2 separate regions of the Triticum aestivum genome follow, and region 2 is linked to region 1. Evidence: chromatin contacts called from public Hi-C data. All regions are on one chromosome and are shown on one strand. The core of a region is the stretch at or near the end of the contact, and the rest is flanking DNA. Distances in the headings are between cores, read along the strand shown. Region 1 holds the start of LOC123183368 (ATP-dependent Clp protease proteolytic subunit-related protein 1, chloroplastic). Region 2 holds the start of LOC123183369 (plant cysteine oxidase 2).

Region 1 (3,300 bases), core at 295-2,794:
CAGTGTCATCTACAATACATAGAATAGAAGAATCGACAATAGAAAGGGAGAGTGAGATTTCGCATCCCGATGCATATCTAATTGTCGGTCGCTGATGCCATTAAGCTACTCTGACCACACAGTGGGACCTGCATGGGCCACCAATGTCGGAGCTGAATCTGATGGATCTCGGATAGGGGATCCTGAGCTGGTGATCTTAGCTAGATGGTAACAGGATGTACAGGGACACAGTATCTTACCCAGGTTCAGGTCCTCTTGAAGAGGTAAACCCGGCCTACGTGTGTCTTCTATTATATTAATTGTGATGAAGTACAAGCACATGATGATCTACCATGAGATCGTATGTAAATGGATGATTCTCTACCCTATGGCCTAAAACACCTTGGCTTATATAGATACCAGGGGTACCTAGGTTACATGTAGGTCGGTTACATTAAGAGATAAACATGCGGATGATTCAAATGTGTCTTGGAGTATGTGACCAAGTCTTTGGATGATTCCATTTTGAGTACGTCGTGGGCAGGTCAAATGTGGCCCACTTGTGTTTACTTGGGGGGTGCTTGGTCCAGCCCATTATCAGGGGGGCGACGTGGTCAGCACTCCTAGTACATAATACCGACAATAAGGTCATACATAACGGCCATGTCAGAACACACATGGACACACATTGTGCATCCTAATAGGTGTTACAAGGTTGCAGCTAGTTCATCACTAGACGCCGCTGTCGATCTTCTAAGACCTCGCCGTCGGCAAGTAGCAGTGTTATGGTTCCTCCACTGACGGAGACCTAAAATCCAAGAAACACTGATGCACAAGATCTTGAGGGTCCATGACATCGACAATAAGCTCTCGGGAAGTCGGGAAGAAAGGATGAAGCATACAACATTGGCCGTCCACAAGCCCTCTTGACATGGGAACGTATCCCCAAACCAAAGGCTTCGACACGCCTCCATGCACATAGAGAAGCCGTAGTCAACGATGGTCATAGAGGGAGACTCCGAGCTGGAGGTTGAGAGGGGAGACTACAACACCCAGGTGACACCTTGTCCGAAGAAGCCTCCTTCGAATTTCGATGCGCATGGTGGAGATTGGAAAAACACACCGGATGGGACGTGAGTATTGCCACACTGTTTCTTTTGTACCATCACACCGGTTTTCTCTTCTGCCCGTCTAGACGGTGAAGAAGAGGTTCAATGACACGGCATCTAAGAGGTCATCCTTATGATGTATGATTCATGCGGCTATTCAAGGTTAGCAAAATACGGTTAGGAGGGTTCTTTTTTAAGGGGAAAAGACTGCTTTTTTTTTCTTTTTATAGAATTGCCAGCCCTTTATTGATCATTGTGGATGTTCATGGGTATACAAGAGGGGCCACGCGGATAAATTAGCCACAAGTGGCGACCCTGATGGAGCAAAGAAGAGATAAACTCCAAAAACTTGAAAAAAGAGAGCAAACAATGAGTCGCACACTGGGCCTTTGGGCCGGGCCTTACAATGGGCTAGGCCCGAGGGACCATCCGCGGATCCACAAAACATCGGGGGTGTTCCGCGCAAAAACGACCCCCCACACCCACTCCAGTTATCCGAATCCCCGGCACCAGCACCAGCGAGCGAGCCACGCCGTCGTCCCATGGCGCTCGCGGTGCGCTGCCCCGCCGCCGCCTCGCCGTCGGCGGCCAGGGCCCCCTTCCCCAACTCCTCCTCCCACTCCCACTCACAGTCGGCTGCGAGGCTCGCGAGGAGGCCGGCGGGGGGCTGCAGGTGCCAGTACTACCACGGCGACGGGCCCCCAAGGAGCTACGACCACATCCCCAAGCAGTTCCGCGAGGAGAACCTCAAGGATGGCCGTGAGATCCCTCCCCCTTCTCCCCCCCTCAAAGATTCATTGGAGCATCTTGCTAGGCTGGCTTATTGTCTAGTGGACTTATCCTGCCTGCCATGGCTTCAACCTTGGAGCAGCAGAAACATACTCTAGGAGTAGTATTTAGTTTTGTGAATAAACTATGTGATGTCCGTCTTAATTCTGCTGGAACTCATCATAATCCGATTAATACTATCTATACAGATTATGATTGTTTCAAGTTAAGTTACTGGTTCGTAGATTCAGACAGTTCACTGCTGCATTTCACTGCCCAATTTCAACGCTCACACCTGGGCACGAACCGGTCGGTACAACTGTACAAAACCATGTATGTAAAGGGCATCGAAGATGAGATACTTCTCCTATCTGCTATGATCTACATAAGTCTTTTGTAGGGCAATTGGCGGTACCAGAATGTAGATAGGATGTTGGATACAGCTGACTCAACTATGACTAGGAGTTGAGGCTATTAAGCAGGGTCAATGGGCTATGGATGGTCTATAGGTCCAAATGTTTGTGAATGTTCAGAAGTTTACTACTGCACGATATATTATCTTCACGTTGTCTTACCAAATGGTAGGAAAATATGTATCCATAGGGCAATTTTACTGCCTGGTGGTTGTTAAGAAGCCGTAGACGTTTTTTTGTAAGGAAACCCACAGGGGAGAAATGGTAGACATTTGCAAGCTGACTATGTATAAGTGCCAGACATGCTATGTCCATGTTTTGTCTTCCTAGGTGGTCTTGTCTCATCAAACGCTTCATGTTAAATGCCCTATATGACACATCTTGCATGCTTACGAACCAAGCAGTTGCTACCTTTTTATGGTGAGGCAATAAGCAATTGCACCTTAAACATAACGCTTTCTGTACCAGTTATTTTGTGTGCGGCTTTAAAGCCATTTTTAACCTTCTTGCAGTTATGGATAATTACAAGAATGTTCCTCAGTTCCTCTATGGCTTAAGCCCATCTCAAATGGAAATGTTTACGACTGACGACAACCCTTATAATCGGCAGTCAAAGAAAGTTACAGAGGTTAGTGAGATTATATAGCTCTGCTCATTTTGTTATTATTGAAGCTTGTTCTATGGCACCAATACATTAAACTTGACATGGTATTTCCCCCCTATAAATGCAGGAAAGCGTTGCTGCTTTGAGGAGTTATGATGAATTCGGTATGTACTCCTTATCAGGCACGCATGAGGGCCCTGCAAGTTACAGCATGGGTATGGGCATGCCCAGCATGAGCATGGGAAGAGCAGGGAAAGGATATAGAAGAATGAGAAGCTCAGCCCCAGATCTGCCATCATTACTGTTGGACTCCCGAATTATATTTCTTGGAATGCCAGTAAGAGATCAACCTTCTGTCTTATTTCTGATGTGCAAAATGCTAACCTTGTGTTTTCGTTGTCCTGTTGCTAGATTGTTCCAGCTGTAA
Region 2 (3,300 bases), core at 472-2,971, 130 kb before region 1:
AGGAATGATAGCATGCTTTGGTAAACAGAAGATACCAAACTGCACAGAGCACACAAAGCGTTCAGAAACAGTACATTTTTTTACATGAAAAATAATCAATGCACAGGAAATGTGTGTAGGAGGCGAGCTTACCGAAAACTTGGGGCAGTCATAGAAATGCAGATAGGTGACTGCAGGAGGCCCCCTCGGCTCGCTGCGCTTGAAGCACGTCATGCTTGTGTCTATGCCAACATCTTGCAGCTTCAGGCCATCTGAAACCAACCAACAGTGTAGTGCTCAGATAAGATGCATCTCAGCATATTGATTGACAGGTCAGGTATGACATGATATTTGGATAAACATATATAAAAATGCAGGTGCATGACCCCAGAAATTGCTTTTGAAAGACATAGACGGCGGCAGAAACACTAATCAGATTCAGAATTAAATTTAGAAAGGCTGCTAGTACCAACAAGACACGAAAATCACTTGATGATGTATCAGCGAAAAGGCTTGTGCTGCCAGAGTGATTACCAGCACCAGCAGCAGCGAGGAACGGAAGCAGAGCAGTAGCAAAGCAACGCTTGTGCAGAACTGGGCATGCATGCAGAGTGACACAAACTCATCATCACACAATATGAATGAATACTGTAAACTCCAAACTTACTCGGACACTAGTGACACAAGTGTCCGAGTAATGCAATGCAATGCATGTATGAAACCCTACGCAGACCGATGAAAAACTCATGGGAGAAATGAGTAGCATGCAAAATCACTTGCACTGACAATGGTGGCCGCTGTCAGGTTCAGCAGTATACACTTGAACACACTTAATATGAGTAGTAGAACATGATGATCAGTGGTTGTGCAATGGCGTGGCGTGGCGTGGCACGGGCGGGCAGGCAGGCAGACATGCCGGCGCGTGCATGGCAAAAAAGGAACAGCAGGGGCCTCGACCTCGTGGCATGCCAGAAAAGGAGCATGTATGTAGGAGTCACGGGTCGATAGGAGCCCGCCGCGACGTGGACAAGTCGCGGGACAGCCCATTCTACATGCGTGCTGACTCTGTAATAGTCTAATCATCATTCTCCTGCGACTGCATCCTCCTAAATCCTAAGCACGGGAAACACGGATTGATGGGCGCCCATGCCATCCCGAACGAATTCACCTGGCCGAATCGAGTCGGACGGAGAATCGAACTTGGGACAGCAACCTACCTACCATGCGTAATTGGGTACGGGAGAGGGATGGGGAGGGGATGCTCACTGAGGATTGCGGCGAGGCGGGCGACGGCGTCGGGCGGGGGGACGAAGCCGGGGGCGGAGCCGGCGAAGACCTCGCGGCTGGTGTCGAAGAGGCGCTGCATCGGCGTGGGCGGCACCGGCGCCGGAACAGCGACCACGGGGGCCGCGGCGTTGGCGCTGGCGTTGGAGGACTTCTTGTTGCGGCGGCGGTTCCTGCGGGACGAGGCGGTGTCCGCGGCCACGGGTTGCCCTCCCGCCTGCGCCACCGGCATGGTCGTCGGGGAAGGGCGGATCTCGGGTCGCCGCTGCGGAGGAGGAGGGGGTCGTCGGCGGCGAGGGCGGGGGCGGGGGTGGGGTCGAGTGTGGAGGCCGGGTCGGGGGACGGGGCGGGTATATATTGGCGAGTATCGGCGGGGCGTCCATCCCTCCTCGTATGAAGACGACGAGGAATCCGCCCGGAGAGAAGCCAAAACCGGGGGCGGACGGGGGGAGACGAAGGCACAGCAGCGCGAGAGAGCGAATGGATTCCTGTGGGCGACCCAATACTGCCTCTGGTTTTCTTTATTTCTGCTCATTTACTCCCCAAATATTCGTCTTCCATCTATCCCCAGCATTATTCGTTTTATATTAGTATATATATATATGCGTATATATATATGCATATCTGCTTATTTAATGCCGGACATTTACACACTGGCTCTCGGCCGCTCGGGCGTCCCGCTCCGCCAGGTCACTCAGGCGGCGGCCGGGGACCGCGTGGACGCGCGTGCGGGCCACGTGGGCAAGCAGGCCTGCCACGCTGGAGCCCCCCCGCCGCTTCTCAAGCCTAGACCCTGTTTTGAGCTCTGAGTTTTTTCTAGTTTTTTTTCAACACAGCACAGACGCAAGCGCTCATATATACGCGCATACACTCATCCTTATGAGCATCTCCGAGAGACGGAGCTGGCATATCATCTTGAGATTTTACGAAGATGCCATATGCGCCTTGTAGTTGACGGAAATATCTCCTCCTCCAACTGAATGCGCATCGCCGGAAATGCTGAAATAAACCCAGGATAAATGCGAGCACCAGAACTTGAACCAATTTTTTTAGAGCATCATATACTAGACTTTATTACTCTTTTTTTTGAGGGGTTGGCCTTTTTACTCAACAGTCAAGTTTTACGGGGATGATTGTGGAGTCAGAACATCAACAACCACGGTTAGCAAATCTGTCCCTCAAACGCCCACGGATTCACCCATGCAACGCTACGTATAAATACGATCGACATAAAGTTCATCTTTATACAGCCGGATCACCATTTCATCACCGCACAAAAGGACGATAGTTCATCAACATATAGTGCAAATCCATACTACAAACTAAATAAAACATAGATAAAATGGGGAAGGGCGGAGGAAAACATCCTCGCGGGCGCCCCTTCCCCTTGCGATTGTCGGCGCGTCTGAGCCCCTCCTCCATGTATGCATAGGCGCGCAGCGGTGTGTCGTCGTCGGAGCTGCATGTGGAGTTGTCTGTCAGGTCAGAGTCGTCAAAGCATATTTAGCCTAACAACCTCCAGAGCAAGCAGTCCAACTCCTTCGCATGATGGCTTGGCTTCACCTTGGCCACCGCCTTCTTGTTTGTGTCACGCTCCGACAGCTCTATGGCGAGTCGAAGCGCCTTAGCATTGTTGTGACGGAGGTGTCGCGCATCCGTCTCAGCCGTCGTGAGAGAGAGGCGGAGGACCGCCGGGAGGAAAGCCGCCTCGGGATACACCGGCGCCCACGTGTGCTCTGCGTGCAGCAATCGCCTCCCCAGCCGTCGGCCTATCCTTGCAAGTTGTCGATCGCGGCAGGTTGCATGTGCCTTTGAATCAAGTGGCCTCATGCGCACCGGCATCGATGCGGGCACGACGACCCAGAGGTGCCATGGTACCATTTTTGAACTTGATGGAACCCGCATTGGTGATGGTGGGCGGCTTACCTGAAGGAGATTGGAAGCAGAATGCTGGAGCTCCGAGACGGGTGGGACAAGCCAGCAACATCGCATCAATGGGCACTGTAGAAGAGGAGTTGCCGCAGCCACCTTAGTCAA

What was found. A called contact is a pair of places that touch in the nucleus more often than the background predicts.
Region 2: a contact with region 1 is called in a Hi-C map of leaf, with 2.6 times the contacts expected there. The contact joins the promoter of LOC123183369 here to the promoter of LOC123183368 in region 1. A contact is called at or near these places in 3 of 5 Hi-C or Micro-C datasets (all in leaf).

Annotation. Positions count from the first base shown.
Region 1 is chr1D:490,613,185-490,616,484 of IWGSC CS RefSeq v2.1, reverse strand. LOC123183368 (ATP-dependent Clp protease proteolytic subunit-related protein 1, chloroplastic) reads left to right here and starts at 1,544. Exons shown (of 9, transcript XM_044596162.1): 1 at 1,544-1,847; 2 at 2,782-2,897; 3 at 3,001-3,210; 4 at 3,285-3,300. The coding sequence starts at 1,631.
Region 2 is chr1D:490,745,616-490,748,915 of IWGSC CS RefSeq v2.1, reverse strand. It overlaps LOC123183369 (plant cysteine oxidase 2), which reads right to left and starts at 1,721. Exons shown (of 5, transcript XM_044596163.1): 1 at 1,246-1,721; 2 at 133-251; 3 at 1-39. The coding sequence starts at 1,495.